Regions from separate parts of the Mus musculus genome. Here regions 2, 3, 4 and 5 are each linked to region 1. A link is a contact called in public promoter capture Hi-C data. All regions are on one chromosome and are shown on one strand. Each heading gives the region's core, a stretch centred on a gene start, on an enhancer-like site or on the middle of the called end of the contact. The rest is flanking DNA. Distances are from core to core; before and after follow the strand shown.

Region 1 (2,865 bases), core at 135-2,634:
CTATTGTACTCAAGGAGCCCCCACTTTCCCGAATCAATATGGCCCAGGAAAGGGAAGTACCTGATCCAAGTGTGGAGTGACAGGAAGAGAAGGAGTGTGTGGAGCCACATACAGAGAGGTGGGGGTGAATGTGATCGACGTCTGCTTTCCAGCTTGCTTGAATAAGATTGAGAAAACAAAGACATGAAGAGAAAGCCAACCAACAAAGTAACAGTACCAGCGATAAAGTGATAACATCAATTAAATATGGATTTGTATATGCTGCACAGCAGGTTAAGAGAGCTGTTAAAAATGTTTATAAACTTGTCATAAAATATTATGACAGCTACTGAGCTCATTGTAGGGAACCAAAGATGACCTCTGTTAGCTTCTGGGCTCATTTCTATGAAAGAAATCACTGTTGTCAATGAATCAATACCGACTCAAGGTTTGCTGCCCAGCAGGAATGAAATCTTCTCACTCCCTTGCTTTGATAATTTAATAATTACTTCAGAGCTCATAATCACTTCAACAGATACAACTGTAGAGTCCAACACAGTGTCTCTGTAAAGACATCTAATTTTAATGTTTAGAAAAGAATGAAGCTATATATTTTTATAATCAGAAAATTTAGTAATACTGAAGTACAACAAGAAATATCTATATAGGTAAATTTAGGTCAAATTTACTATAGTTATATAACAATTTATATCTTAATTATAGAGATTGTGATGATCTGTGTTAATTGTCAATTTGATACAATCTAGAAGTACATGAGAAGACAGTTACAATGGTGGGTTATCTAGATTAGATTGGCCTGTGGATATATCTGTGAGTGATTATTTTTATTGCAATATTGAGCAAAGAAGAACCTACCCACTGTGGCACTATCCTCTAGGTAGGGGATTCTGAACTGCATAAGAGTGGAGAAAACAAGCTAAATTCTAGCATACATGAATTCATTGCTTTCTGCTCTTGACTGTGTGGTTAATGTATTGCCACTGCAAGTTCCTACTGTCTTATCTTCCCCTCAGTGATGGACAGTAGCCTGAAATTGTGAGCAAAATAAATCCTTCCTGAAGTAGCTTTTGTCAGAGTATTTTGTTACAATAACAAGGAATGAAATTAAGACAGGATCTTAGCATAAGGGTCTCTGAATTTGATCTCCAGCATTAACAGGAAAAGCCAGGGAGGGAAAAGGGAAGTGGAAAGGAAGTGAAGGACAAGGGTCAAAAAGAAAGTAGGAAAAAAGAAGAAAAGGGAAGGAGGAAGGAGAAAGAAAGGGAACGAGAAAGGAAAGTGGAAAGGGAGGAGGGGTGGAGGAGAGGGGCAAGAGGGCTCAGTACAGTTTGCAATCTGGGGAGTTTTGTGGCTCATGGGTCAAAGGTTCTTTACTTATTACTTTTCTGGGTAGTGTTAGATCACAGACACACCCCCTGCTAAAGTCAGCTCATCCAAGCCTGCATGCAGTCTGTCCCTTAGGACGAAGACCTGACAGGTGCCTGCTGCTGCTGTGACTGAGACCATGGGAAAAGCAAGCCCAGTCTTCCCCCAGCCCTACTTGCTGATCAGGAACAAGGCAACTTTGAACTACAGTCCTACCGAGTGCCTGCCTCCTGGCACATGCTGTCACGTGATCTGCCACCCCTTAGATCCCTGTAAGAGTAGAAACCACCTTTGTTCAGGGATTTGAAGGATCTTTCCTTCAGACCCTCATAACGTTCTCTCTCCTAATGGTGGTGTTCTTTGGGATCTGAAGGGAAGGCTCCTGCTCTCTTTGTGACCCCATTGAACTTATTGAGTTAAACTGTGTCTATGGTCCGGTGCTGTTTCTTCTAAGGCTGTCTCACTTCAAGATCCAATCACAAAACAGCCCGTGGTCATGAAGCACACTCTCTTAGTAAATATCATTCTAAAGGGCAATTCATGTCAGCTACTTTTTGCCCTCCCATAATTTCTAATACAGAGTAGAAATGGAACCCAGGGCCTTGAACATGCTCTGTACATGCTCTGGCACTCAGCCACACACATCCATCACTTTCCATACACTCTAGGTATGTGAGATAATGGCTCGCTGTGCCCCATTTATCCTCGGACTCCCTATGTATGCAGAGACTGACCTTGAAGTCAAAAGTTTCCTACTTCTACCTCCCAAGTGCTGAGAGGACAGTTCTGTCACCATACCATGAATTTCCTTACACTTTTTTATTATCAAACATTGTTACATCTCATAAAAGTGTTCTGGATTTATATATATAAAAAAAAGTAAACTGAATACTTACAGGCTTGGCTTCAAGCCATAAGTCTTATGTATAATATTGGCAAAGTGCTTTTTTTGGGGGGGGGGTATGGCAATCTGTAGAATAAATGAGATGTGTATAAAATGGTTATCTATATTCTGGACACAGTATGTACTCAATAAGTTTTAACCCTGTTATTGCCTCTTGCTGCTGCCAACCATGCTTTCCTGAAAGAAAATATGTATGACAAATGCAAACGTAAACTGACCATTGCTTACATTTTGTCATCTTTAAGTCTGCAAGACTGTGTCAGGAGAGGGTCTGTAGCCATCTCCCTCCTCCTCATTTGGCTCAAATTTGGGTGAAATAGGACTGTGATATAGGATTGCTATTCCCTCTCAGTCTATGTAGCTCAATTTCCACATTAATTTAAATTAAAATCAGAAAGCATCTCCATTGTTAGCACTGTATTGCTACACTACATGTTTCAAAACAAAAAACAAAAAACAAGCTGGGCGTGGTGGCGCACACCTTTAATCCCAGCACTCAGGAGGCAGAGACAGGCGGATTTCTGAGTTCAAGGCCAGCCTGGTCTACAAAGTGAGTTCCAGGACAGCCAGGGCAACACAGAGAAACCCTGTCTCAA
Region 2 (2,865 bases), core at 164-2,663, 230 kb before region 1:
TCCTTAACTTTCCTTTGATCAAGTCTAAGAAATCTTGGTGGGTCATTTGTTCACCGTCCTCAAATTTGCTGGAGTCAGAGTGGAACTCAAAAGTAACTAACTCTAGCTCTACTACCTACCATCTGAACCACGTTAGAGCTCTAGGCCGCAAAACAGATTAATAAACTGTTTTGAATGTGGTCAGACTCTTCATAACCGCAGGTTCTTTAACGTCTTGCACCACAGCACAATAAATTCTCAGGGGGTCTGAGGCGTGAAAGCACAGGCAAATGAGTCTAAGCACACACTCAGCTTCCCTAAATCAAAGAATCTATTGAGTTTTTTTTTTTTTTTTTTATGTGCCCAATGTGAACACGAACTAGGAAAGCAATCATTTGTGTGTATATGTGGGCTTAACGCACGCACATATGGGCTTAGTACATGCACAGCTTTTGTGTGACTTATGTACCAGTGGGAACCAACACACCAAAAAACCCAAAAAAACCCCAAAAAACAAAAAAAACCAAAACAAAACCCGGTGACCTGAATAAACTGTTTGTAAATTCAAAATTGAGCCTGCTGATTTACTCTGGTTCCGGCAGTTGCTTGCTGGGACCTCAAATGCAGCAGGGGCCAGAATCCCCAGCAGCAACGTCAGGCACTAAAGTTGCTTCTCCAGCTCAGGCCACGTTTTCTGCTAGGGAGTCCTGGACCCGATAAAATGAGGACCAAGTTCAAGGGCTTTTCTTTCCAAAGAACAAAAACCTCCATAGTTGTGCTCTGGAGCTCAGTAGGTCAAGTGTGTGAAGACTCGTGCACCCCGCCCAACTCTCTAGCCCCAGTAAGAGCCCGGCGAGTGATAACTCCGGGCGTACCCCTAGTGATGTCGGCGCAGGGCGGGTAAAGCTGGCCAATGGAGACGTTAGGCCTCTATGCTCCTCCCCCTCCCCCCACACGCCCCGCCCCACTCCTCCCTACGAGCCTCTCCCGGCTCCACTCTCCGCTTCCCTGGCGCTCCTCCTCCATCGCCCACTCCTCTCTCCCACTCCCTTGTATTCCTCCCAACACGTTCCACTCTTCATCGCCTGCGCTCCTCCCAGTCCCTCTTGCTCCTCCCAGTCCCTCGTGCTGCCTTCTGACGCTCCTCCTCCCTCCTCCCGGCGCTCCTCCCCCTCGCTCGTGCACCCCCCTCCCTGCCATCCTCGTGCTCCTCCCCTCCCTCATGCTCTCCCTCCTCTTCTTCCCGTGCTCCTCCCTCTCCCTCGTGCTGCCCTCTCCGCGCTCCTCCTCCCGCGGGAGCGAGCTGTCAGCCGGGCGGGCCGGCTCCGTCATATGACCGGCCGGCGGCCGCGGCGCCGCACCTTCCGTCCGCTGCAGCGGTCCCGCGCTCGCGCCCCTCCGGGCGGCCGCGCCCCCGTCGCCATGGCCCCGCCGCGGCCGCCGTGGGCTGCGCGCTGAGCCGTCGGGTCCCGGAGCGTGGCCGCCCGCCCGGGCCGCCGCGTGCACGCCATGGCCCCGACCCTGCTCCAGAAGCTCTTCAACAAAAGGGGCGGCGGCGCAGCGTCTGCCCAGGCCCGGCCGCCCAAGGAGGAGCCGGCCTTCAGGTGAGCGCGTGCGAGCGGGAGGGAGGCCTCAGGCGGGCTGCATGGAGACCGGACCCCCGCGCCACCCTGTCCCCTCCTCCTGGGCGGGACCCCGCGCCACCCTGTCCCTTCTTCCCAGATCCTCCTGGGAAAGACCCCAGTCTCTCACTCTCCTCTGTCCCGGTCCTCCCGGGTGGGACCCCACGCCTCTCTCGCCCCTCTTTCTGGGTGGGACCCAGCAGCATCCTCTTCCCTCCCTCGCCGGGTTCTCCCAGGTTGGGCTCCTCTTTCCACTTCTTTCAGGGTCTCAGAGCCGCGAACCGCCCTGTCCCTTTTCTACTGCTCCTTCTGGGTGGAACCTCAGCGCCGTCCTCCTTCCTTGCTCTCCAGGTCTCCCCAGGTGGGAGCCCTGCGCCATCCTCTGCCCTCTTTCCTCAGGTGCCCCACAAAATTTCTCCATATGCCCCCGTGTCTGAGCACGTCTGGGACCGGTGTGTACCTTCCAGGGTCTCTGGAGGGAGAGTCACCTGCGTCTCCCCTGCCCCAGAGCCTGTAAGCTGTCATTTTGCAGGCAGCTCCAACCCACTGAGTATGTGACAGTATTTTGAAGTTGGAAAGGGTGAAGCCACGAAAAAAGCAGCTTCTTTCTTGCAGTGTATGACAAGCTCGCCGGCGGATGAATAAAAGTGTGTAATTTCCTCATCAGTTAGAAGGCTGATGCCGCATGATGAGTGGAAAGGGAGGGAAATGCTTTTTATGAAACGTCTCGGGTTCTAATTTAACAAAGCAGAGGCAGATATTTAATAGTTCATCTTCGGAACACATACCTTTGGATTAGCATGTGTTAAGCTGGCTCAAGACCCACAGCTCTAAGTGGCGGCTGGTCTTGCATTTTGAGCTAAGCAATTGGCTCTCAGTAACATCCCTATACTATTCTGCTTTTGAGTGGTAAGTTTCCAAAGATGCTCTCCTGGGTCCTGTACTGTCTCTCAGCACTACTAGTTGAGAAAACATTTTATTTGCCATTTAAGTTTTCATCACTATAAAACAAAACAAAACAAAACAGAAAACTGAACACCTCACACCGATTCAGACCTTCTAGGGATACTTTATGTTCAGAATGTAAGACTTTGAATTTTTTTTAAAAACAAACAAACAAACAAACAAAGGTCTCATTAGTCCAGGCTGGCTTTAAACTCTTGACAATCTTCCTGCCTTAGCTTCTCAAGTTCTGGGAACACCAACATGAAGCATCGCATTTGAAATGAATTTTGATTAAATCTCATCTCCTTTATTGCATAAA
Region 3 (2,865 bases), core at 254-2,753, 200 kb before region 1:
TGGCATGTAAGTCTGGTGAATAAGAAGATCCAGCAAATAGGGGTACCGATTCCTCTCAGTTCTGTTTGCGTAGGGGTTGGAGAGACAGGCAGCTTCCTCCCAAGTCACTGGTAACTTTGGACCCTGCGTTTCAGCCATCAACATCCGCTACTCACCAGGCATTGGACCTCCTTTTCATTTCTCTCTGGTCTTGGTGACGGAAGCTGGAAGTGGAAAGCGGCAAATCACTTGCCATCATTGTGGCTTGGAATCTGTGCCTCCCAGCTCAGTACAATGGCAACACACAGCTGGGGCTACTCCAAATGTGTCTAATCTGAGTGGAGATGACCTCTAAACCACTGAGGTATGGTGACATGCTGTAGTCCCTGGACTTCAGAGGCTGAAGTGGGAGGATTGTTGAGGCCAGTCTGGTTTAAAGACTAATCAGTCGATTTCAGATGTGGTCCATGTTCTCGAGAAATCTGTTACCTAGCTCCGGAATTCAGAAAGGACATCATGACATCGCCGTGGGGTGAGATGGGAAGAGAGTGATGCTTAACAGTGGCAGCTGGAGCACTAATGCTGGTGGAGGAGGTGACATCCAAGGCTTGCTGTCAGTGGACACCACCTCACACCTGCCTTTATGACAGTCCTGCACAGTCCAAATGTCCTTGCAAAAGTAAGACCCTGGACAAGAGAAGACTGAGACTGACTTCTAAGGTACACATGCCACATGCTGTGGAGGAAGAGTTGAGGCCCAGTTATAGCTAGGCAGTTCTGAGCTCTAAGAAGCAGATCTTTCCAAGTCCATTCTGTCTTCCTGAGGAGGATGTTGGAGCATTTTTTTCAGGACAGGGCCATTGTGGGAAATTCTAACCAAGTGAACGATCTTGGTTTCTTCCTAGTGAGGTTACAAGGTCTGGCTTGGAAAGTTACTTGGAAGATGTTTTAGACAGAAGATTTGGTGTAGTTACAGGTGTTAAAATTGTGGTCTAAGGGGCCTTTGTCAGTGGAAGAGACGATTTGGAAGCTAATTATTTCATAGTTATAATTCTCTACCTTGTATTAATTTATTCTGCAGTTTACTGTTCTCTGTGGACTTTGCAGAATCTATTTTAGATTGTGCAATTTCTTGGAGATTCCAGAGAACCGGCTGCATTTTGTGAGGTTGGAATTGAAGTGAGGAGGTGACTGATTTTAGTAAGATCATCTGCCAGGTGTTGTCGCCTTCGTGTTGTGTGAATCTCAGGCCGTCCTCTCTGAGCTGTCAGCACACAAACGGTGTGTACTCTGGGCCTTGTGCAGACAGACAGACAGCACATCCCATTAGTCTGCAGCCCCAGAAGTTTTCAGAGGGTTTCTCAGCTGCTCACATGCAGTATTTCAAAGCCCTTAGAGCTGGATAGAGTCAGAGCTGAGCAGACTAAGACTAGGGATGTTTGAGTAGTCTCCTGAGTCGCGTGGACAGTGAGTAACTGGGGCCAGAACGAGGTGTGCCTGTCTTCTTGCCCAGCCTTCTGTCCCCGGTGTGACCAGCAGGGCCCCATGAGCTGGCCCCTCCCCTCTGCATGCTCAGATGCCTCCTGGGTTCCCGGTACTCAGGCACCATGAGGCACTTACTCAGATGTGTCTGCTGAGTCACAGTTCAACATCCTTTTCCTTGCTTTCCCTTCTCATAAATTGATTTCTACATATTCGTAAGCAGCAGATGTAGCTTTTTTTTTCTACTAGAACCTAAAGAATGTTGAGTCTTTCTTAATTAGTCATGCATTTGTTACATAGGAAGCTTTTAATTTAAATTTAATTTAATTTAGTTTTTTGTTTTTTTCGAGACAGGGTCTCTCTGTGGAGCCCTTGCTGTCCTGGAACTCACTCTGTAGACCAGGCTAGCCTCAAACTCAGAAGTCCGCCTGCCTCTGCCTCCCGAGTGCTGGGATTAAAGGTGTGCGCCACCACTGCCTGGCTTAGTTTTAATTTTGTTTTGATATAAATCATGGTTGTTACCCATCAATCTAAAATAGAAAGAAGACAAGAGAGAGTCATCTTTTAACAGATACTTATTTTATTAATGTGTGTGTGTGTGTTTAAATTTAGTTACTTGTTCAGTTGGTTTTGAGACAGGGTCTTATGTAACCTACCTGGTCTACATAGTGTCTTAGTCAGGGTTTCTATTCCTGCACAAACATCATGACCAAGAAGCAAGTTGGGGAGGAAAGGGTTTATTCAGCTTACACTTCCATACTGCTGTTCATCACCAAGGAAGTCAGGACTGGTACTCAAGCAGGTCAGGAAGCAGGAGCTGATGCAGAGGCCATGGAGGGATGTTCTTTACTGGCTTGCTTCCCCTGGCTTGCTCAGCCTGCTCTCTTATAGAACCAAGACTACCAGCCCAGAGATGGCACTGCCCACAAGGGGCCTTTCCCTATTGATCACTAATTGAGAAAATGCCTTACAGTTGGATCTCATGGAGGCATTTCCTCAACTGAAGCTCCTTTCTCTGTGATAACCCCAGTTGTGTCAAGTTGACACAAAACTAGCCAGTATGATTGACCCCTTGTCAATTTGACACACAAACACATCACTAGTAAGCCTCAACCCTTACATTCTTATTCATCCCCAAGATCTAAACAACTGTAAAAGCCCCACAGTCTTTACATATTCTTAAAATCCAAAGTCTTTTTAAAATTAAAAGTCTCTTAACTGTGGGCTCCACTAAAATATTTTCTTCCTTCAAGAGGGAAAATATCAGGGCACAGTCATAATCAAAAGCAAAAATCAATCTCCAACCGTCCGATGTCTGGGATCCAACTCACGATCTTCTGGGCTCCTCCAAGGGCTTGGGTCACTTCTCCAGCCATGCCCTTTGTAGCACGCACATTGTTTTCT
Region 4 (2,865 bases), core at 242-2,741, 180 kb before region 1:
TAGGTCCTAGTCATCAGACCTGGTTTTGACAGACATCTCTACAGGAATATTGCATTCATATAGGGATAGCTGGGCTGAGCGCTAGCAGGCTCTTCTCATTCTACTGCACTTCTTCTTTTCTGCACAGTAACTTGGTCGCTCCTGGGGTCATGATGTGTAGGCTTGGCTGTAAGTGTGGGGTGGCTTCCGCCTGTCCGTCAGCTTGGGGTCATGTGGCATGTCTCATCGGTCACACCTTGAACACTGGCTGCCTCTGGCCTAAGGGCAGAGGAAAATAGTTTCCAAAATAAACTTTGCCATTGTGCAAAGGACGCCAGGCACGACATGGACAACACACTGGTGATAGAAGGAACGACTAGAATTTACTTTCTTTCTTCTTTGCGTCTGAGGTTTAAGAGAATAAATCTGCTGCCTTCAGTTAATTTGAAGTTAACGTGCTTCATATTAACTACCATTGCTTGAACCGGGGAAGGACCAAAGGCACTCAGCTTCTCACAGAAACTGGCCTTCTCAGTCCTGGGAGGGAGCGCACGCATAGCTTCTGGAGCTTGTGTGTATGGCAAGCTTGGGTGAAGCCCTTTACGTATTCTACTTAATCCACAAAGCAAGTTTGTGAGGTCAGCAGTTGTACATTGATAATCCAGTGGCAAAGTGGAAGGGGAAAGCCTTGGGGTTTGAATCCGGCTGTCCCTGACTGTATTCACAGGGTCTACTGTGAAGGTTTTCAGTGTTCTCTCCTTTATCCGCCTGTCCATTTCTCACCCATCGCTTCCGTGTCCTCCCTGGATCCTATAGCAGAGTCCTCCTGAGTAGTTGGCAGCCTTCTGCTTCAGGTGCGTCTTTTAGACTCTGCTCTAAGCTGTCTCTTCTCTACCTCTGCGGCTGTCACTGCAGCCTGTAGCAGGCAGCGTGAGGGGCCTGGCTCTCTGTGCAGTCCACTCCCATGGGTCTGCTTTTCTTAGGGCAGTCAGCTATCTGATCTTATCAACCATCTGCTTTCCTTGGCTGCTCTTTGTGTTCAGAGTTTATCCTGTCTGGGCCTGCTTCGGTCCCATCCCCCAGCTCGCTGACCTCATAGGGCAGCTCTCCCTGCCTTTCCTCCCTCCCTTTCCTGTGCTGCACTCTGCTGCTTCGTGGTGTTCACGTCAACTGGTCGGTCACTCTTCACGTCTGGTTTAAAAGTTGATTTAAGTCCTCAGTGACTTCTGTGCCTCTCTCCTTAAATCTCGCTGTTTTGGAGTCTAGGTCTTGCTGTGTAACCAGGATGGTCTGCTTCTGCAGCCTTAGACTCCTGAGGACTGAGCTTATAGACGTCAGTCACTATGCCAGGCTCTGAGACTCTTTTGTATCCTTTAGTTTCCCTTTTGACCTTCAGACAGTTTGTAGTTATATATTTATATGTAAGTATTAGGTTAGTAATATCCCTATTAAGCCTTGAACTTCATGAGGGCAGGTTTGATTAATTATTGATTCCCTTGCACCTGCTACAGAGCCTTGAATACAATGCAGACTAAATTTGTGTTGAATGGATTGCCAAGGCTGTGCTGAAAGCACACTCTGTAAATAGTTCTCTAGTTCCTGCTTTCCGATCGAATTCTTTACTGCAACATACACCTGTATTTTCTTCTTAACATCCTTTGCTTGGGAGCAAACTGTGTTTCCCTTTTTGCTAAGCATCATGGCTAGCAAATGCGTTTGGTCTCAGCGCCACAGTATCAAGCCAGACGTGCTAGGGGTAACCTTACACTGTGGAACGGCTGCCAGCTCCCCCTGAGGGGATGGCTGCCACAGAGGCACAGGCGCTCCTTTAACTGGGGTGCTCTCCCCAGAACCCAGGCATCCCACTTAGCCCTCTCTTGTGTGTCCTTGCAACTTCTTTCTGCCATTTGATTTCAAACTGACTACAGAAGGCAGTGCTTTCTCTCCAGCGATTTATTATTAGGGCAGCCTCGCCACCGTTGGCACAAGAATTGTCAGCATTTGTGCAGCCAGTTTCCGAGCACGCTGGCTGGGAATTGTATTTATTTGCCATGGTCACACCAAGCGTTGCAGATAATCCAGCTTCTCTCTCTTTTGAATCCACAGTTGGTCGTGTTCGGAGTTTGGCTTGAGTGACATCCGCCTGCTAGTTTACCAGGACTGTGAGAGGAGAGGCAGACAAGTCATGTTTGACTCCAGAGCCGTTCAGAAGATGGAAGAGGCAGCAGCTCAGGTGTGAAATGCTGATTGGCTTTCAAACCTCTCTGATCTGTTGTGTGCTGCCTGCAGGGATGCAGAAGGGGCAAGCAGAGATGCACCACAGCAGGCAGGCCTGTGTCTGCGGACACAACGGAAACTTAACAAGCAATTATGGCAGGCCAACAGTGGACCATTGACATTGAGAAAGATACATTTGCTGGCGATTGTAATCTAGCAGGATTTTGTAAGCGTCAAGCATAGTAAGAAAATAAACTGCTGAGATTCATAAAGTTCTAGTGTTTTTGCCAGACAAGAAGATCATTCTGTCCAGATTTTCTCATAGATAGTAAAAGGTGCCAAGTGTGGCTCGTGCTTATAATCCAGCACTAGATGTGCTGAGGCAGGAGGACGGTGATTTGGGGCTAGACTAGGCTATATAGTAAGGCCGTGTTTCAAAACCTAAAATAAATAAAAGGTGTTATGAAAGCTTCCTCACCTTAGAGCCTTAATAGACCGATGTTCACTGTTATCCTACCCTTTCTGACCAAGGAATTGCTCATTAACTTCCCTTGTTATAGGGAAGGGGGTGGTGGGAGGTGGGAGGGACTGGGATGGGGAGTAAAGACAGGAAAGATCTTTACCGCTTTGAGCCAGACTAGGAAAGATAAAAATAATACCAAAGAACTT
Region 5 (2,865 bases), core at 270-2,769, 160 kb after region 1:
TGGTTGTCTTCCCTGACAGGAGTAAGTTTACATTCCGATGTAGAGAACTTGCATTCCGCCAAGCAGTTCTGACGCACACAAGAATGTGGAGGCCCATACACAGGGCAAGGTTAGGGACACTGGCAGAGGGGGCTTCTGTGCCCAGCTGCTGCCTTTTCCAGGACACTCACACTAATAAAACATGCTCTTGAATCAAATTGGGAGGAAACGTGCTGACAGAAACCTAGGCTCGACCAGCCTTACAAACTTCTGCTACCCATTAGTTACTTATGGGAGTTTACACAAACTAGGTAAGGTGCTTTTCGCAGATTTGTGCTTTCTGGTTATGAGCTCTACCTAGCGGGCTGTTATAGCGCATTTTGGATTATGTAATGTCATGCTATTTGCACCTATTAAGAACATTTTCCTTACTTTATTTTGATTTGAAGAACTGAGTTAATTTGTAATTCGTAATTTTTAAATTGTTCTGTGCAAAACCTTCAAGTGGGATGAAACTGTGGACTGTTGTACTGTGGTGTGTGCTGAGGTGTGTGCTATGTGTTGTGCTGTGTGGTGTGTGGTGTGTGCTGTGTTGTGTGTTGTGCTATGTGCTGTGCTGTATGCTATGGTGTGTGTTGTGTGCTATGTATTGTGTTGCTGTGTGTTGTGTTGCTGTGTGTTAAGAGCTGTGCTATGTACTGTGCTGTGTGGTGTGTGCTGTGTTGTGTGTTGTGCTGTGTGCTGTATGCTGTGGTGTGTGCTGTATGTTGTGAGCTGTGCTGTGTGCTGTGTTGCTGTGTGTTGTGTGCTGTGTGTTGTGTGCTGTATGTTGTGTGTTGTGTGCTGCTGGTCTTTCAACTGATGGCTGGCAACAGATCTTACATGCTGTTATTTTCATAAGGCTAAGTAAGAGAGCCAACAGTTGACAAATGTGGACCTGTGTAACTTAGCTTTCATTTTGCGGCTGGCTGTTTAATATTAAAGATTGTAAGAATGTACTGGAATTACGTTGAAGCTAAAGGGCTGAAATCAAAGTTGTGCAGTGTGTTTATAGAGAACAAGTTCTTTAAGAACACTCTTACCGCATTTGCTGCACCCTCACACCCCTCTTCAGTTTCATAGCTGCCTGTCAAAAGCCAGTGTCTAGGATGGAAAAGGACCAGGATTCTGAATGTTATAGCCAAGACTTACCTGGCATGTCGGCAAGTGTATGTGTATGTGCACGCACACACAAACATTGATTTTTGTTTTACACACAGGTATCCACAAAAACTGAAACTACTGTAAAGACTGGGATGACTTTTAAAGTGTTTTAATCCAAATGTAAACAAAACAGCACTCTATCTTTGAAAGTTCAAAGCGGCAACAGTTAACCTCTCTGTAGGTTGCACTCCCGGCAGGCACTGTCAGAGGGCACTTGGTCTGTATGGATCTGACATTCAAACCTCTGGGTATTTTCATCTGACCTAAGGCTCTTCCTGCACTGTGTGATTTTGCTGAATTTGAATTGCTCTGTGAATTACAAATGCTGAGCTGTCTTTTCCCTCTCGGCTAGCTGGCAAGTGTGCCTGGCCATTGAGTGCTGCCTCTCCCTGAAGGCCAGTCTGGGCTGTCATTGGGTTGCAGCTGTTTGAATACTCATCTTCCATGGACTGTAAACTACTGAAGAAATAATGGCTGTATTTTGTGAATTTGATTTTGTAAATTCCAATGTTAATTATAGGGCTTATGTTGATAATACTGATTTGTGTTACCTGTCCAGTGAACACATGAAGAGGAGTGGGCAGCAAAACACTTTTCATGTAAGAAATAATATGGAAGAGCCTTATTATAGTCCACGGACAAAAGGAAAAATGTGGTTATATTGAGTTAAAGCAAACAGGATATAACTGACTGCTGGGGACACGCACTGAGTGTCTGTTACATGTGTGCCTTCCCCATGTCTTCCCACGTACGTTCATAGCTACTGTCACTTCAGCCTTCTAGGACCAATGGGAAGAGGTTGGTGCAGTGTTTCTCAGTGGGGTGGTCCAGTCTCAAACAACTTAAGGCTTTGGTGTGGGTGAGGCTGGGGGGAGGCTCTAACCATGGCCAGGCGTGAAGTGGCAGGCAAGCACTCTGCCATCTACTTGTTTGCTTTGACTTCCTGCTTTCCCTTACTTCTTAGTTTTTGTAAAGAAACCTAAAGCCACTAAAAGAAACAGAAACTAACTGTGGGGCTCGCCCTTCTGTCTCCTCTCCAGCCTCAGCGGCCTCTCGGCCTCTCGCTTTCTTCCTCTGTGAAGTTGCCTATTCTAGCTAATTCCTCTAAGTGGAGTTTTTGTGACTGGCTTGTTGCCCTCCGGGTGATATTTTTAAGCTTCGTCCATTTGTATCATGTGTCAGTTCTTGAGTCCTTTTTATGTCTGAATAGTCCTCCATTGTGAGCTGTATATGGTGTCACGCAATTGTCCGCCCAGCGCTTGGGAGGCTCCATGCAGGCGAAGCATGGATTTGAAGCTAGCCTGGGTGGGCTATGGAGCCAGACTGTTATCACCAACATTCTGAAGTCTGTTTTATGTGTACATAATACTGTTTGTTTGGTTAATAGAGTTGTTTCCATATGTGGCCATTGTGAATTATATTGCACTGAGCTCTGCTGTACAAATAGTGGAGTCCTGGCGCTTCCCTAGCACCAGGGCTATGGACAGCACTGTACTCGCCTCATGGTCTTACAGGTGCTCTCAAGAGACCCTAGTTCAGATCCTTATGCTTCCAGCTGGGATGTAAGCAGCTGGCCCTTCTCCTCAGTTCAGTTTGATAAAGACAGATGCCTTGCTTAGATTTATTCCAAGGGAGCTGCCTCTCTCCTTCAGCGTATTTGAGAAATGCATGTGCTGAAGAATT

The links. Promoter capture Hi-C pulls out the DNA fragments that hold promoters and counts their contacts. Capture Hi-C pulls out chosen DNA fragments and counts their contacts.
Region 2: a promoter capture Hi-C map of liver shows a contact between it and region 1. The contact joins the promoter of Fnip2 here to the enhancer-like site in region 1. A contact is called at or near these places in 9 of 39 promoter capture datasets (the HPC-7 cell line, cranial neural crest, frontonasal cranial neural crest and 6 more) and 3 of 9 other capture datasets (adipose tissue, liver and pancreatic islet).
Region 3: a promoter capture Hi-C map of liver shows a contact between it and region 1. The contact joins two enhancer-like sites. A contact is called at or near these places in 7 of 39 promoter capture datasets (cranial neural crest, frontonasal cranial neural crest, hematopoietic stem and progenitor cells and 4 more) and 2 of 9 other capture datasets (adipose tissue and liver).
Region 4: a promoter capture Hi-C map of liver shows a contact between it and region 1. The contact joins two enhancer-like sites. A contact is called at or near these places in 4 of 39 promoter capture datasets (the HPC-7 cell line, cranial neural crest, liver and 1 more) and 2 of 9 other capture datasets (adipose tissue and liver).
Region 5: a contact with region 1 is called in a promoter capture Hi-C map of liver. The contact joins two enhancer-like sites. A contact is called at or near these places in 2 of 39 promoter capture datasets (liver and neutrophils) and 3 of 9 other capture datasets (adipose tissue, liver and pancreatic islet).

The regions. Positions count from the first base shown.
Region 1 is chr3:79,339,475-79,342,339 of GRCm38.p6, reverse strand. It overlaps a transcript of Gm17359 not described here. Among named protein-coding and RNA genes, the nearest start is that of Gm40072, 4.3 kb to the right of the region's middle. Within about 2 kb of position 1,384, at least 5 of the 459 cell types and tissues checked have an H3K27ac peak or open chromatin away from gene starts, as enhancers often do. A contact at or near this core is called in liver, where this site is marked.
Region 2 is chr3:79,566,227-79,569,091 of GRCm38.p6, reverse strand. It overlaps Fnip2 (folliculin interacting protein 2), which reads left to right and starts at 1,413. Exons shown (of 17, transcript NM_001162999.2): 1 at 1,413-1,583. The coding sequence starts at 1,489. 4930589L23Rik (RIKEN cDNA 4930589L23 gene) reads right to left here and starts at 900. Exons shown (of 2, transcript NR_152118.1): 1 at 1-900.
Region 3 is chr3:79,541,434-79,544,298 of GRCm38.p6, reverse strand. All of the region lies in intron 1 of Fnip2 (folliculin interacting protein 2), which reads left to right. Among named protein-coding and RNA genes, the nearest start is that of Fnip2, 25 kb to the left of the region's middle. Within about 2 kb of position 1,503, at least 134 of the 459 cell types and tissues checked have an H3K27ac peak or open chromatin away from gene starts, as enhancers often do. A contact at or near this core is called in liver, where this site is marked.
Region 4 is chr3:79,517,412-79,520,276 of GRCm38.p6, reverse strand. Fnip2 (folliculin interacting protein 2) reads left to right here. Exons shown (of 17, transcript NM_001162999.2): 2 at 2,086-2,212. Among named protein-coding and RNA genes, the nearest start is that of Gm36442, 6.7 kb to the right of the region's middle. Within about 2 kb of position 1,491, at least 115 of the 459 cell types and tissues checked have an H3K27ac peak or open chromatin away from gene starts, as enhancers often do. A contact at or near this core is called in liver, where this site is marked.
Region 5 is chr3:79,177,540-79,180,404 of GRCm38.p6, reverse strand. It overlaps a transcript of Rapgef2 not described here. Among named protein-coding and RNA genes, the nearest start is that of Gm24150, 17 kb to the left of the region's middle. Within about 2 kb of position 1,519, at least 137 of the 459 cell types and tissues checked have an H3K27ac peak or open chromatin away from gene starts, as enhancers often do. A contact at or near this core is called in liver, where this site is marked.